Linked DNA regions of Mus musculus: regions 2, 3 and 4 are each linked to region 1. A link is a contact called in public Hi-C and HiChIP or PLAC-seq data. All regions are on one chromosome and are shown on one strand. Each heading gives the region's core, a stretch centred on a gene start, on an enhancer-like site or on the middle of the called end of the contact. The rest is flanking DNA. Distances are from core to core; before and after follow the strand shown. Region 1 overlaps Rassf6 (Ras association (RalGDS/AF-6) domain family member 6). Region 2 has its middle 9.9 kb from the start of Cxcl1. Region 3 holds the start of Cxcl2 (chemokine (C-X-C motif) ligand 2). Region 4 has its middle 29 kb from the start of Cxcl1.

Region 1 (2,894 bases), core at 167-2,666:
TGGGTAGGTTTTCCAATATATTACGATCTTTTGGTCCATTCTTAGTGAGATGAAACCATTCCTTTCTTGATCAATAGGCAAAACATTAGAAATGTAAGATTTCATTTCAACCAGTGAGGTAGGCTTCCCTGGACACAAAGGCCACACTGTTGCTATCCTGTCAGCCAGATTCCGACTCCGAGTTCTGGCGATGCTGACCATGATTAACTCACTGTTAGAACTGTTCCACAATTTAATGTTGATAATACAACCTCACCGTAGTACAGGTAACCCGACTGAACAATGTCAGACGAAATTCAAATGGAAGTCATTTGGGGATAGAAGAATATTGATTAAACCTCCTTGTTGATATAAGTTTACAAATAAAACCCCATAGTATTTTTGCTTTTCCAGGTGGGATTAGCAGACCTGTGAGACCCTGAAGAGGGTCTTATACAACAGCAAGGATGCTGTGATGTCCTGCCTGGCTCAGCTATAGTAGCATGGCTTTATCTGCAGGAATCTTCTGCAACAGTGACACATTTGCGGTAAGATGCATTTGCGGTAAGTCCTCTCCTAGCAAACACAGTATACTTTATGTTTGTGGTATATATTTGTTTACAAGGGTAAAGAAAGATAATGACTATAATCCCTTTTTAAAGACATTTAAAACAGCTTGGATGTTATCAGTTAGTTGCACAGAAGGGTGTGGGGACAAATGAAGGGCATGAACAATCAGAGTTTAGGTTTTTTTTAATAATATTTGTTTATTTATAACATATATAGCTGTTTTGCCTCCCTCTGTGTCTGTGTGCCCCGTGCTTGCAATGCCCACATAGGTGGGTACCAGATCCTCTAGGACGGGGGTTGCAGATAATTGCCAGTTGCCCTGTAGATGCTGGGAACTGAACTGGGGATTTCTGGAAGCGTAGTCAATGCTCTTAACCACGTAGCCATCACTCCAGCCTCGAGTTTAGGTTTCTTTACAAAAATCCAAAACCACTTTATTTTAAAAGGTCGGGTACTCTGATACTTCAGAGTTTAAAATCATCAGCCCTTGTAGATCTATTCCTAAATCTTATGAAAATGCTCAGATGTTTACACAGCTGTGAAACAGGGTCAGTTCAGATCGCTGATGGCTTGAGAATGTGTTTCTTGTTGACATCAGGAACTGGAAATGTTTACTTCCCGTCATTTATGAGTCATCAAGTATCTCGGCTCTTTTAAGAGCGCAAGATAAAACAAGCTTAAACCAGGTGATAAGAGCAGAGTCCACTTGAGTCTGAGCTCACCCGAGAACTTGCTATCGAGGACATTTGGAATGGGCAGTGTGCAGGCTTCCCTTCAGTTACTGAAATGAAGTCCCATCTTGCCTTAGTCCAACTCTGAACCGCAGCCAACCTCTGCATTTCAAAGAGGAAGCAGGCTGCTCGGCATTCGTTCGTCCAAAGCTTCAGAGCCATGCATATTAGGATGCAGAGCAGACCACACACGGATTCTGCAGTGCTCCCTCTAACTCCGCTGAGCAGGGCTTCTAGACTGTGGTCTCCGTTTTAGCTGCCTGTTTACTCTGTAGACACTTCAGGATAAAGGCCCTTTCGGTATTGAATCTGGAAAGGAGAGCAAGAATATAAAAAACTGGGTACCGGGAGGGCATGAAACCTACGGAAGGACGAAATATCCAGGGGTCCACTCTGGACTCACTTTGCCATAATTCTCTCAATCTCCATTTTCTCTTCTTCATCTAATCTTTGAAGGATGGATTCCAAGAAAGAAAAGTGAAAATTAATGTACGGAGCCACCTGGAAAGGAAAACAGGAGGTTTTAGGTTAAGAAGCACCCTGTCAGTGGGAGACGCGCAAGCGCAAACGCAAACGCAAACATGCAGAGACCACGGGCGCCCATACATCTCTGCTGATTTCTTCTGCATCTTTATCCATGAGGAAGATCCGAGCATTGCTTTTGGATGGTCCTTGTAGTAACCTCTGCAGCAGTGGGACATCGGTCTTCTTTAGCTTTCTCTGCTCTGCAAATGTATAAGGAATGGACCACAGTAAATGTTAATCCTAGACAAAGAAAAGAAGGCAATTTTGTCTTTTGGTCTTCCCTTGACTTGTTTTAGAGGCAATAGAGTCCAAGAACTCCCATCCTGCAAAAAGGAGAGCCATGCCCCATTACCCATGGTGAATACATTCCCAGACCCCAAGGAACATGTGACACTCTAATGGTATATAATGCCATATGTTCATCTATCTGTCCTATACATACATATACATACATATCTATAATCAAGTTTAATTTATAAATTAGTCAGAGTAAGAGGTAAGCATCACTAGTAACAAGATAGAGCAACCACAATATAATTTAATAAAACTGTCAGCGCTATTGCTTTTATACTTCTTTGAGAGCATTTACATCCCCTGCTGAAGTATTACCTGAAGACTAACACTATGGAGCCTCCATGGTGGACCTGCTAACTAAGCCGATACTAAGTGACTAATGGGCAGGTTGGATCTACGTGTGGATAAATCATCCCAGAAGCGGCAGTGAAGAACAGAACAAGCGTTCATCACTAGCTGATGGTACACATTTTAAAGCTTATGAATTGTTATTTCTGGAAACATTCATTCAATATTCTTGGACTATGTTTGACACTGGCTAACAGTAACCTTACATTTTAGATAAGAAAACATTTGTATCCATTGAAATTAAAAAGAAAAACCTTTACATAAACTCCAAATGAACTTCTTCCTCTCAATATAGGGTCTGACTTTACTAGTTCAAATAAGTTGACCTTAATTTCAGTTATTTAGACAAAGCTCTGGTCCTACTGAGGGAGCTACATGGCTTCATTCATTCATTCATTCATTCATTCATTCATTCACATTTGTTCATGCATTGATTCAACAAACACT
Region 2 (2,856 bases), core at 52-2,551, 280 kb after region 1:
ACTCATTCGACCTATATCCAAACTACAGCACTATGATTGTAGAGACTTTCAAGGCAAATGTCTGAAAAGTCAGGGTTGTAATTATAACAGAAAAGAAGTAGTTTTGTAAGGTATTATCTTCATTATTCTTATGGTGGAATGTGTCATCTTCAAAATCATAACAAGAACAGCAACAACAACAACAAAGAAACCTTTAATGAAGAAAAACTAAGCCTTTGCTCGATGGCATTTACTCAACGAGAAGACTTTGATAGAGCTTCAGTACCTTGGTGGATGTCAAGGAGCCTAGTTGATAAGGCTTCAAACCTGTCTGTCTGACGGCACTGACTAACCCATACACACGTTTCTTCCAAGGCCTGTAGTAAAGGTCTGCACTGAAGTACAACTGTGGGGGGTTTTTGTAAGACTTTTCCTGGAACAAAATGTTGTCATGCTGACACAGACAGTAAAAGTCTCAGAAGAGGACACCAGGAAATGGGAAATTTGTCTATAGGCTTCATGCCTAGAACAGTTCATGTATACTATCTGCATGGTATAGTGTGCTAAAGCCTGGGACTAGATTTTCACACATCTCTGCCTTACCCTGTGGGTACGATAGCACGGATCATTAGTCGGGTTAATCACTTTCTCCTCCCATACACTTCTAAATTATACATCTCTGTTCTCTTACGATCTTTTCAACCATCTGCCAATGAGGGTGACTCAGAGAACTGGTCACCGAGAATCCTCAGTTGGAGTCCATTAATCATTACTTGAAAGAGAACATCACGTCTCTCCAGCCCCCAAGTCATGTATTAAGAGGTGACCACATTGTTAATGATCCTTCGGAAGAAATCCTTTGTCTTTCAACATTTTCTCTTAGATAGTAACACTTTGGTTTAAAGAGAAAATGGTATTTCCAGCATCTGTTTTATGGGAACAAACTCTTAAGCATCTTTAGTGTGTGACAGCTGCCTCAGTGGTGAAGTGAGGGGAAAAAAATCCCTCCATGAATGAAAGAAGGAAAACAACTAAAGAGACTTAGCAGAGAATGCTGGGGGAGAGATCAGCCATAAGGAGCTAGAAGCAAGAGTGTGTTGCTAGGCCAGCTCTTAGAAAATAGTTAAAAATTAAATTAAATCCCCAGTGTGGACCATTTGCATACTTATGGTGTAAACATTTTTATTATGACTAAACTTTTGTTACCAACCGTTGATAAGGGCTAAAAATTTCCCACAATTTAGCAATAAGCTCTGAGCACAAGTGAACTGGCCTGACTAGAGATTAGCAGTACCAAATGCCAAGAAGTGCTCGCTGGCCAAGGTCTAACTCGCAGGGTATCCCTGGGGTTATGACTCTTTCCTTGGCTACTAAGTATATGCTTTTTCTAGCACTGCCTTTTAAAGATGCCGTCACTACATTTTACTTGAGGAAGTTTGTACTCATAATTTAAATAATTATTCAAGAATTATTTTTCCAGTGAGAGCTTGAATTGGGCAAAGTAAGTCACTCTTCAAAATGACACCCACCTCTGTTCACAGGATTCATGACAAGTACCTCAAACTTTGTATCTTCTAAAAGGATGGTAAAAGCTACATTCTAAAATAAGGTGACATCATCCAAAAGTTAGACCTAGATGCACACTCACACACATACACACACACACACACACACACACACACACACACACACACATGTATTTGCCATTTACCACTCAGAAGCAGCCTTCCAGAGTTATTTTTCATCTTTCATTTGCATAAAGTGCTCGTGAGCCTGACTTTACCAAGAAGGGAAATGGCATGACCGTTTGCTGGCATCCTGTTGACCTCTGTGCCCAAGGTCATGATGTTTCTCCTTCTGCTTCATCTGTGGCTTCTCTTAGCTGCCTAACAACAAGCGCAGAGCTGACCTTAAGGTAACTAATCACATCTAGCAACATATGTGCTATGAGTGAGCAGCCTGAATTTTGAAACAAAATCTCATTTGGCAATATTTCAGTTTGTTGAGTCATGAGCCTGACAAGTAGCTGCAACCCATGAAGTAGCATTTCCTGAGTCCAAGCATGAGAGAGGGAAGTGCGGCTAAGCCTTTGCTCCAATGCTGCTCTCTCTGCTCTCTCTGCTCTCTCTGCTCTCTCCGCTCTCTCTGCTCTCTCCGCTCTCTCTGCTCTCTCTGCTCTCTCTGCTCTCTCTGCTCTCTCTCTCTGCTCTCTCCGCTCTCTCTGCTCTCTCTGCTCTCTCTGCTCTCTCTGCTCTCTCTCTCTGCTCTCTCCGCTCTCTCTGCTCTCTCCGCTCTCTCTGCTCTCTCTGCTCTCTCTCTGCTCTCTCTGCTCTCTCTACTTCTGCCCGAGGCCACAGCTTCATTAAAACAGTTTCCACTCTACTCCATTCAACCTCAGTCCCATGAGCTCAATCAGATCTTCGAGACCACATGCTGAGACTTGTGATCAGTGTCTCCCAGGATTCCACTTTCTCCGGATCTGTGACAATACTCTCCCAGGAAGTGACAACAGCTGGTGACTGTTGATTCATGATTAACCTCTTACATGATTGATAACAGCAATTTGGGAAGCAAATTCTTTTGTTGAAATTCTCATGGCTTAGAATATGAACAATTATAATTAACATTATAAAAAAAACTAGCTTGACAACAGACAAAAGAAACTGTCTTGGGGCAAATGAGAACAGTGCATTAAGGTCTTAAGCTACAAAAATAGATGATATAGCTGGGCGTGGTGGTGCATGCCTTTAATCCCAGCACTCAGAAGGCAGAGGCAGGCAGAATTCTGAGTTCAAGGCCAGCCTGGTCTACAAAGTGAGTTCCAGGACAGCCAGGGCTACACTGAGAAACCCTGTCTCAAAAAACCAAAAAAAAAAA
Region 3 (2,860 bases), core at 251-2,750, 300 kb after region 1:
GGAGGCAAAAACAAATTTTGTTTTTGTGTTTTTTTTTTTTTACCTTAGCATTTATACAGTGAGTTTTTAGAAACATTAACATTTATTCATCTGAACATTTTGAGACAGTTATTTGGGTGCATTTCAAAGATAAGAAGCTAGCACATTGGTCACAGGTGGGTGTCTATGTCCCAGTATCTAGTGGCACAGCATTTCCTCTCTGGCAGCTTTGAATATCCTCCTGCCTCTCACACGCTTCTCTGTAAAACGACCACATGGCTCTCAGAGAGCTGCACTCAGACCCACAACTATCTACAACTTGTGTTCTAGATGACCAAGAAATAAAACCCAGGGTGAGAAAAATGAGCTAGTGAAAGACAAAGGCTAGAACTGAGGGCTACAATAGTTTGTCACAATCAGTGAAAGCTCAATATGATCCTCTAGTGGAGAAATCAAATCACTGGGACAAGAATGGATGTATACAGTGTGTGTGTGGGGGGGGCTAGATTTGCCTCGATAACAAAGGGAGAGAGAGAGAGAGAGAGAGAGAGAGAGAGAGAGAGAGAGAGAGAGAGAGAGAGAGAGAGAGATTGAAATCTGGCATCTAAATATTTCACAGATACAGGTACACGTTTGTTGTGAAGCGGACATGTGAAGGGCGCTACCTCCTCTAGGTGTCAGCACTGACTGGCGAGTAGACTGTCCCCAGGAGAGCCCTTGCCTCCTGCAGCTGGAGACCGCCGAGAGACCACCAAGTCTCTGTTTCTTGAATTCATGAAAATCTCTTACAGCTGATGTGGTGCTCACCAGCACACTGGAAGAGCCTCGGAAGTTCCAGAATTTCACAGAGGAAGTTATATGAGATTACAACACTTTGTCCTAGGTTAAACATGAATTAAGCTTTTGACACATCTCCCCCCCCCCCCCCCACGGCCCCAAGTCGGGTAGAAGGATATGACACAAAATGTGATTTACTCGTGCTCAGTACACCGCAGGAACAATGCACTCTTGTGTACAGCCTGAGATGACTAAATTTCAACGGTGTACTTACGCAGACGTAAATAAATCTTCATCTAGTACTATCTATGAGTATGTAACTAATAGAGAAGCAATCCCCCATCCCCCGCGCGTTCACGCTTGAACACACACACACCTTAATTTCTTCAGTCCTAATGACTAAAGTTCCCCAAACTGTTAGGTCTCCACTGATGACATAGCTCAGTAACCACTGTCCTCTAGCAGGTGGTCACTTCAGCGCAGACATCACTTCCTTCCTTTTGAGGATTTGGGGAAGGACATCCCAGGGTCCCATAGTGGAAGGGCAGGGCAGTAGAATGAGGCAGGCAGCTCACGCGCGCGTGTCCCCAACCCACTCAGCTTAGGGGCGGGGCTCTGTGCTTCCTGATGAGGGGACCCTGAGCTCAGGGAATTTCCCTGGTCCCCGGGCTTTTCCAGACATCGTGCATAAAAGGAGCTCTCGGGACCTCAGAGCCCCAGACTGCGCCTCAGTGCCTCCAACAAGCTTCCTCGGGCACTCCAGACTCCAGCCACACTTCAGCCTAGCGCCATGGCCCCTCCCACCTGCCGGCTCCTCAGTGCTGCACTGGTCCTGCTGCTGCTGCTGGCCACCAACCACCAGGCTACAGGTGGGATTCGGATTCGAGGCTGATGTTTCTGGGGAAGCCTCAGGTGGGCGCAGCCATCCCCAGCCCTTCTGACCCAGTGTCTTCTCCTACAGGGGCTGTTGTGGCCAGTGAACTGCGCTGTCAATGCCTGAAGACCCTGCCAAGGGTTGACTTCAAGAACATCCAGAGCTTGAGTGTGACGCCCCCAGGACCCCACTGCGCCCAGACAGAAGTCATGTGAGTGTCTCCCTGGATAGCCTCTGCCATGGCCAGAGTTGCCCAGACCCTCCTGCCGCCCCATGCTCACCCTAAAGAAACCTCGTGCCTTATAATGATCCCCACATCTCTCTGCAGAGCCACTCTCAAGGGCGGTCAAAAAGTTTGCCTTGACCCTGAAGCCCCCCTGGTTCAGAAAATCATCCAAAAGATACTGAACAAGTGAGTCGCGATTTGTGCTTACACCTGACTGGCACCCGATTTCTGAAAATTATAGCAGGGAAAATCAAGGTTAACTTCAGTTCAGGAACCTGAATTATTATTTTCATTGTTAACTTTGTCCTGTGAGCATCAGTTTGAATTGATAGAAGGGTACGACTAGCTCCTTTCATCTACACACGTAAAAGTCCTTCCTTAATGGATGGTCGCTGTGTGTCCCTAAGAATTAAGTAGATAGAACCAACTAGCGCTGGTGTAAAGCCTGTTATCTATTAAGATTCAATACTTTACCCCTGCCCTTTCCATGTCTGTGGGCTGTAAAGTCTAACTCTTGGTTTTGGTCAAGGTGAGCCTCTAAGGCTTCCCGATGAAGAAGAGCTGGGGTTTCCAGTGAGAGGCTTGAAATTCAGGTGTAGGCTCTCGCTCTTATCCTGACTGAGTTCAGTGAAAAAGCAATAGGTATTGTTCTTGTTTACAACGTACGCGAAGTCATGCCTTGACATTTTTACTCTTAACATCATTTGGAAAGGTTCAAGCTGGTACAATTGTAACGCCAGCTCTACTATTCTAGTTTCAAAGCGCCCAGAGTGTTTATTGCTGGAAAGTCCAGCAATAGGTAGCAGGTCCCTTGTGGAGGCTAGAGATGGTTTCGTTTGGAGAGTAAACCAAGGTCCAGGATGAAGTCAAAAGAAGGGGGCTCTGCAACCCGCCTTTAAGATACCCACTAACAGCAACCATTTTCTCATCACAGAGGCAAGGCTAACTGACCTGGAAAGGAGGAGCCTGGGCTGCTGTCCCTCAACGGAAGAACCAAAGAGAAA
Region 4 (2,908 bases), core at 19-2,518, 260 kb after region 1:
TAAAGGAGTCACTCTACAAGCTAACATCTTAGACCCTAACTGACATTGCACATGATGGAACACTGGAGCTTTCTGGGTCTTCAAATGCTGCTGTACTATTTTTTGAAAATAGCAAGTGGACACTTTTCAGTTACTCTGTGCAGACAGGTGCAAGGTAGCTCGATGCTCAAATGATGCAAAGTTGAAAGTCTAAAATGTTCTGCTAGTTGAGCAAATTAAATCAGCTCAACTTCTAACCCAAGATAATGAAACTATAGCATAGGTACTAAGGACAGAGAGACACAGTATTGATGGAGGTTCAGGGGTTCATCAGTAGTAGCAATAGCTTGTTTCAGTAGATTCAGTGGTCAAGCAAATGCAGGTTAGATTAGATACCCAGTGAAGGCGAGTGGGAACTGTGATTACTCACTTACTGCTATTTTTTTTGGTTCCACACCCCAATTTATGCTTAATCTCCATCATAGCTATAATGAAGAGCTGTAGCCAACCTCAGGTTCATGCCACATGGGTTCTTGCCCATCAAACAATAAGCATGTTTCTACACTCTGTGTCAATCTCCCCAAGGCACTAAGGTCTACTTAACTCGTGTGCAAGATATACAGGAAAGGATGAAAGTTAATACCCCTTGAAACCTCATAAACTTGGCAAAAGGATGGATGGCCCCAGACCCTGCATGAGATTTGGAGGCATGGTGTGACCCTTAGTAATCCCAAGGGCATGGAAATGATGTTACCCATTATGGCCATTCTTAAGACACACGCACGTCACTGACTAACACTAATTACGTATCATACTAATAGTTCTCATTGTTTGACCTCTCCCATGCCTCACATTAATGCTCTGGATGCCCCCAACAATCAGCTACAAGGACCCAAGTCCTTGACAGGGTTCTGACTTCGCAGAATAAAAACTGTAATGACAGGCTTTATCAAAAAGTATCTTACGTCTTTAGAGACTTGTTTTCTCCTTTTATTTTAATTTGCTTTGCGTTTCTTTAGTTCTTTGTTTTCTTCTCTCTTTGGAAATAGCCAGTTACCCCAAAACATCAGTTTTCGTTTACCTTCAAGATGGTATCAGTGCTGTTCCCGGTGGCCCTTTCCTAATGCACATGTTATAACAATGTTAAGAGGCCACCACAAGTCTGGGACATGCTTAGCACTTGCTCGAGAGGATGCACTTTATATTTATGCTTCCTCAAATCGCTGCATGTCCTGTGGTTAGTTGTGTTTACAGCATCCGACTGTGAGTTAAACACTGCAGTGCGGTCTACCTCTAGAAAAGACCAGACAATGAATCAGAGATCTTTGATTCCTTTTTACAGTTCTGCTCATTGGATTGAGCAATCCCTTGTCCTTCCTTTTCCAATTTCTCAATCTGCAATGGAGCCAGACAGCACTTTTTTTCTGTATCCCAGATTAAAGGGATCAACTTTAATATCACTGAGAGCCTTTAAGGTCATCAGGAATGGGCCTAAGCCCACCATACTTTCTTGTGTTTAAAAATCTAAGTATGATTGTTAGTTGGGGTTTGATGTGGTTGGGATATGCTTAACTATAGAGAGAGAACAATTTTGCACCTTTATTTAATAAGTGAAATGTATCATGAGTCACCTGCTTTTGAAAATAAGGGTGAATTTCTTCCATTGAAAGTATGAATTCACAGGAAATGTACAATGGAATGTAATTGTATACACAATACAATATCATAAATCTCCCATTAAAGCTGCATGCGAAACTTCAGATTGGGAAGAGGTGGGTGGGAGCAGAGGCTGCCGTTAGCTTCAGAGCTTATTTCTTGCATTTGCTTTATTGCATGGGAAGGCATGCTTGTATATGACTGCAGTTTTGTACTACACAGTGTTCCAGATTTGTGGTTTTATGATATTGCCTAGAAGTAGTCTGTACATGACACACACTGGTCACAGAAAATGAAAAAAAAAAACAAAAAACAAAAAACAAAAAACAAGAAACCATCAAGCCAATACTGACCTAAAAGCATCTGCCTTTCTAGCTAGCTTTCTCAGTGCTGGAAGGTGATACACAGGCTGTTGGGGTCAGGGGGAGAGGCCAGCAAGATTCTTGTTTATCTATGATTCCTACCAGCTACAGTGTGACTGACCTGGAAAAATATGCCAATTGGTGAAGTAATGGCTTGTACTTGTAAGGGCAACTGTCAGCTTTCTGATAACCTTTACCGACTGTGCCTTAAAGGAGAGAACTTATATCTGGCACTGTAAACCTGGCCAAGAGTCTATGCTGTATTGCTAAATGGACCTAACATCAAATTCCCTTCTTAATATGTTTCTCTACATACATAGACTAGTGAAGCTCTCAGCATCCATTAGGAGCTTCTTATGGTAACACAGAGACTCACAACTAGTCAATGTTCAGAGAAAAAATGATTGTGGAGGGCCAAGCCATGAGCACCTATGTCACCCCATTCCCCACAAGACTCAGGAAACATTGTAACAGCCAGAAGTCTGGGAGGACTGTTGCAGGATAGTGATGTAGAGACAAAGCCATTGTATTTGTGAACTCACAACAGCTGTGCTTCCCTGCACAAGACCTGCAGAAGATCAAGCCAGACAACAGTCCAGCATGGATGGAGAAGGGCCTCACCTGAAATGAGCTCCTGGCTGAGATGTTAATGGCAGTTTATAGTTGCTGGGGGTAGTGCCAGCCAGGTCTGCTTCTGCTCTCTGGGTATCCAGGCACCATTGTGCCCCCCCCTCCCTGGACTGCACAGAACAAAGCTCAGAAAGGTAGATAGGTTACACAGAGCCTCAGTGGTGTGGATGGAGGAGATATAGCCTTCTCTGAGATGGTTTTCAGTTAAACAGCTCAGGGGGTAACAAGGGCTATATAGATCTTGGGGAGTATGTAGGGGGCTTTGGGGTAAGTGTGCATCA

The links. A called contact is a pair of places that touch in the nucleus more often than the background predicts. HiChIP or PLAC-seq counts read pairs in DNA pulled down with a chosen protein or histone mark.
Region 2: an H3K4me3 HiChIP or PLAC-seq map of bone marrow-derived macrophages shows a contact between it and region 1, with 4 times the contacts expected there. The contact joins two enhancer-like sites. A contact is called at or near these places in 16 of 39 promoter capture datasets (the 3T3-L1 cell line, 3T3-L1-derived adipocytes, the C10 cell line and 13 more), 1 of 15 datasets of contacts at CTCF or cohesin (the NIH/3T3 cell line), 4 of 484 Hi-C or Micro-C datasets (the C2C12 cell line, the C3H10T1/2 cell line, colorectal tumor organoids and 1 more), 5 of 115 datasets of contacts at active chromatin or transcription factors (the NIH/3T3 cell line, bone marrow-derived macrophages, embryonic basal ganglia and 2 more) and 4 of 9 other capture datasets (adipose tissue, liver, macrophages and 1 more).
Region 3: a contact with region 1 is called in a Hi-C map of the G1E-ER4 cell line, with 1.9 times the contacts expected there. The contact joins the promoter of Cxcl2 here to the enhancer-like site in region 1. A contact is called at or near these places in 27 of 39 promoter capture datasets (the 3T3-L1 cell line, 3T3-L1-derived adipocytes, the C10 cell line and 18 more), 3 of 15 datasets of contacts at CTCF or cohesin (the NIH/3T3 cell line, large pre-B cells and pro-B cells), 99 of 484 Hi-C or Micro-C datasets (the 3T3-L1 cell line, the AML12 cell line, B cells and 62 more), 11 of 115 datasets of contacts at active chromatin or transcription factors (the NIH/3T3 cell line, astrocytes, bone marrow-derived dendritic cells and 8 more) and 4 of 9 other capture datasets (adipose tissue, liver, macrophages and 1 more).
Region 4: a Hi-C map of bone marrow-derived macrophages shows a contact between it and region 1, with 4 times the contacts expected there. The contact joins two enhancer-like sites. A contact is called at or near these places in 1 of 15 datasets of contacts at CTCF or cohesin (the NIH/3T3 cell line), 19 of 484 Hi-C or Micro-C datasets (the 3T3-L1 cell line, the AML12 cell line, the C2C12 cell line and 15 more), 1 of 115 datasets of contacts at active chromatin or transcription factors (pancreatic cancer cells) and 3 of 9 other capture datasets (adipose tissue, liver and pancreatic islet).

What each region holds. Positions count from the first base shown.
Region 1 is chr5:90,602,360-90,605,253 of GRCm38.p6, forward strand. It overlaps Rassf6 (Ras association (RalGDS/AF-6) domain family member 6), which reads right to left. Exons shown (of 11, transcript NM_028478.3): 9 at 1,887-2,005; 10 at 1,684-1,781; 11 at 717-1,589. The coding sequence ends at 1,514. Among named protein-coding and RNA genes, the nearest start is that of Gm42109, 19 kb to the left of the region's middle. Within about 2 kb of position 1,417, at least 32 of the 459 cell types and tissues checked have an H3K27ac peak or open chromatin away from gene starts, as enhancers often do. A contact at or near this core is called in the G1E-ER4 cell line, bone marrow-derived macrophages, colorectal tumor organoids and 1 more, where this site is marked.
Region 2 is chr5:90,879,935-90,882,790 of GRCm38.p6, forward strand. No RefSeq gene overlaps it. Among named protein-coding and RNA genes, the nearest start is that of Cxcl1, 9.9 kb to the right of the region's middle. Within about 2 kb of position 1,302, at least 86 of the 459 cell types and tissues checked have an H3K27ac peak or open chromatin away from gene starts, as enhancers often do. A contact at or near this core is called in bone marrow-derived macrophages and colorectal tumor organoids, where this site is marked.
Region 3 is chr5:90,902,399-90,905,258 of GRCm38.p6, forward strand. Cxcl2 (chemokine (C-X-C motif) ligand 2) reads left to right here and starts at 1,501. Exons shown (of 4, transcript NM_009140.2): 1 at 1,501-1,625; 2 at 1,718-1,841; 3 at 1,959-2,042; 4 at 2,791-2,860. The coding sequence starts at 1,547. The coding sequence ends at 2,806.
Region 4 is chr5:90,860,828-90,863,735 of GRCm38.p6, forward strand. No RefSeq gene overlaps it. Among named protein-coding and RNA genes, the nearest start is that of Cxcl1, 29 kb to the right of the region's middle. Within about 2 kb of position 1,269, at least 8 of the 459 cell types and tissues checked have an H3K27ac peak or open chromatin away from gene starts, as enhancers often do. A contact at or near this core is called in bone marrow-derived macrophages, where this site is marked.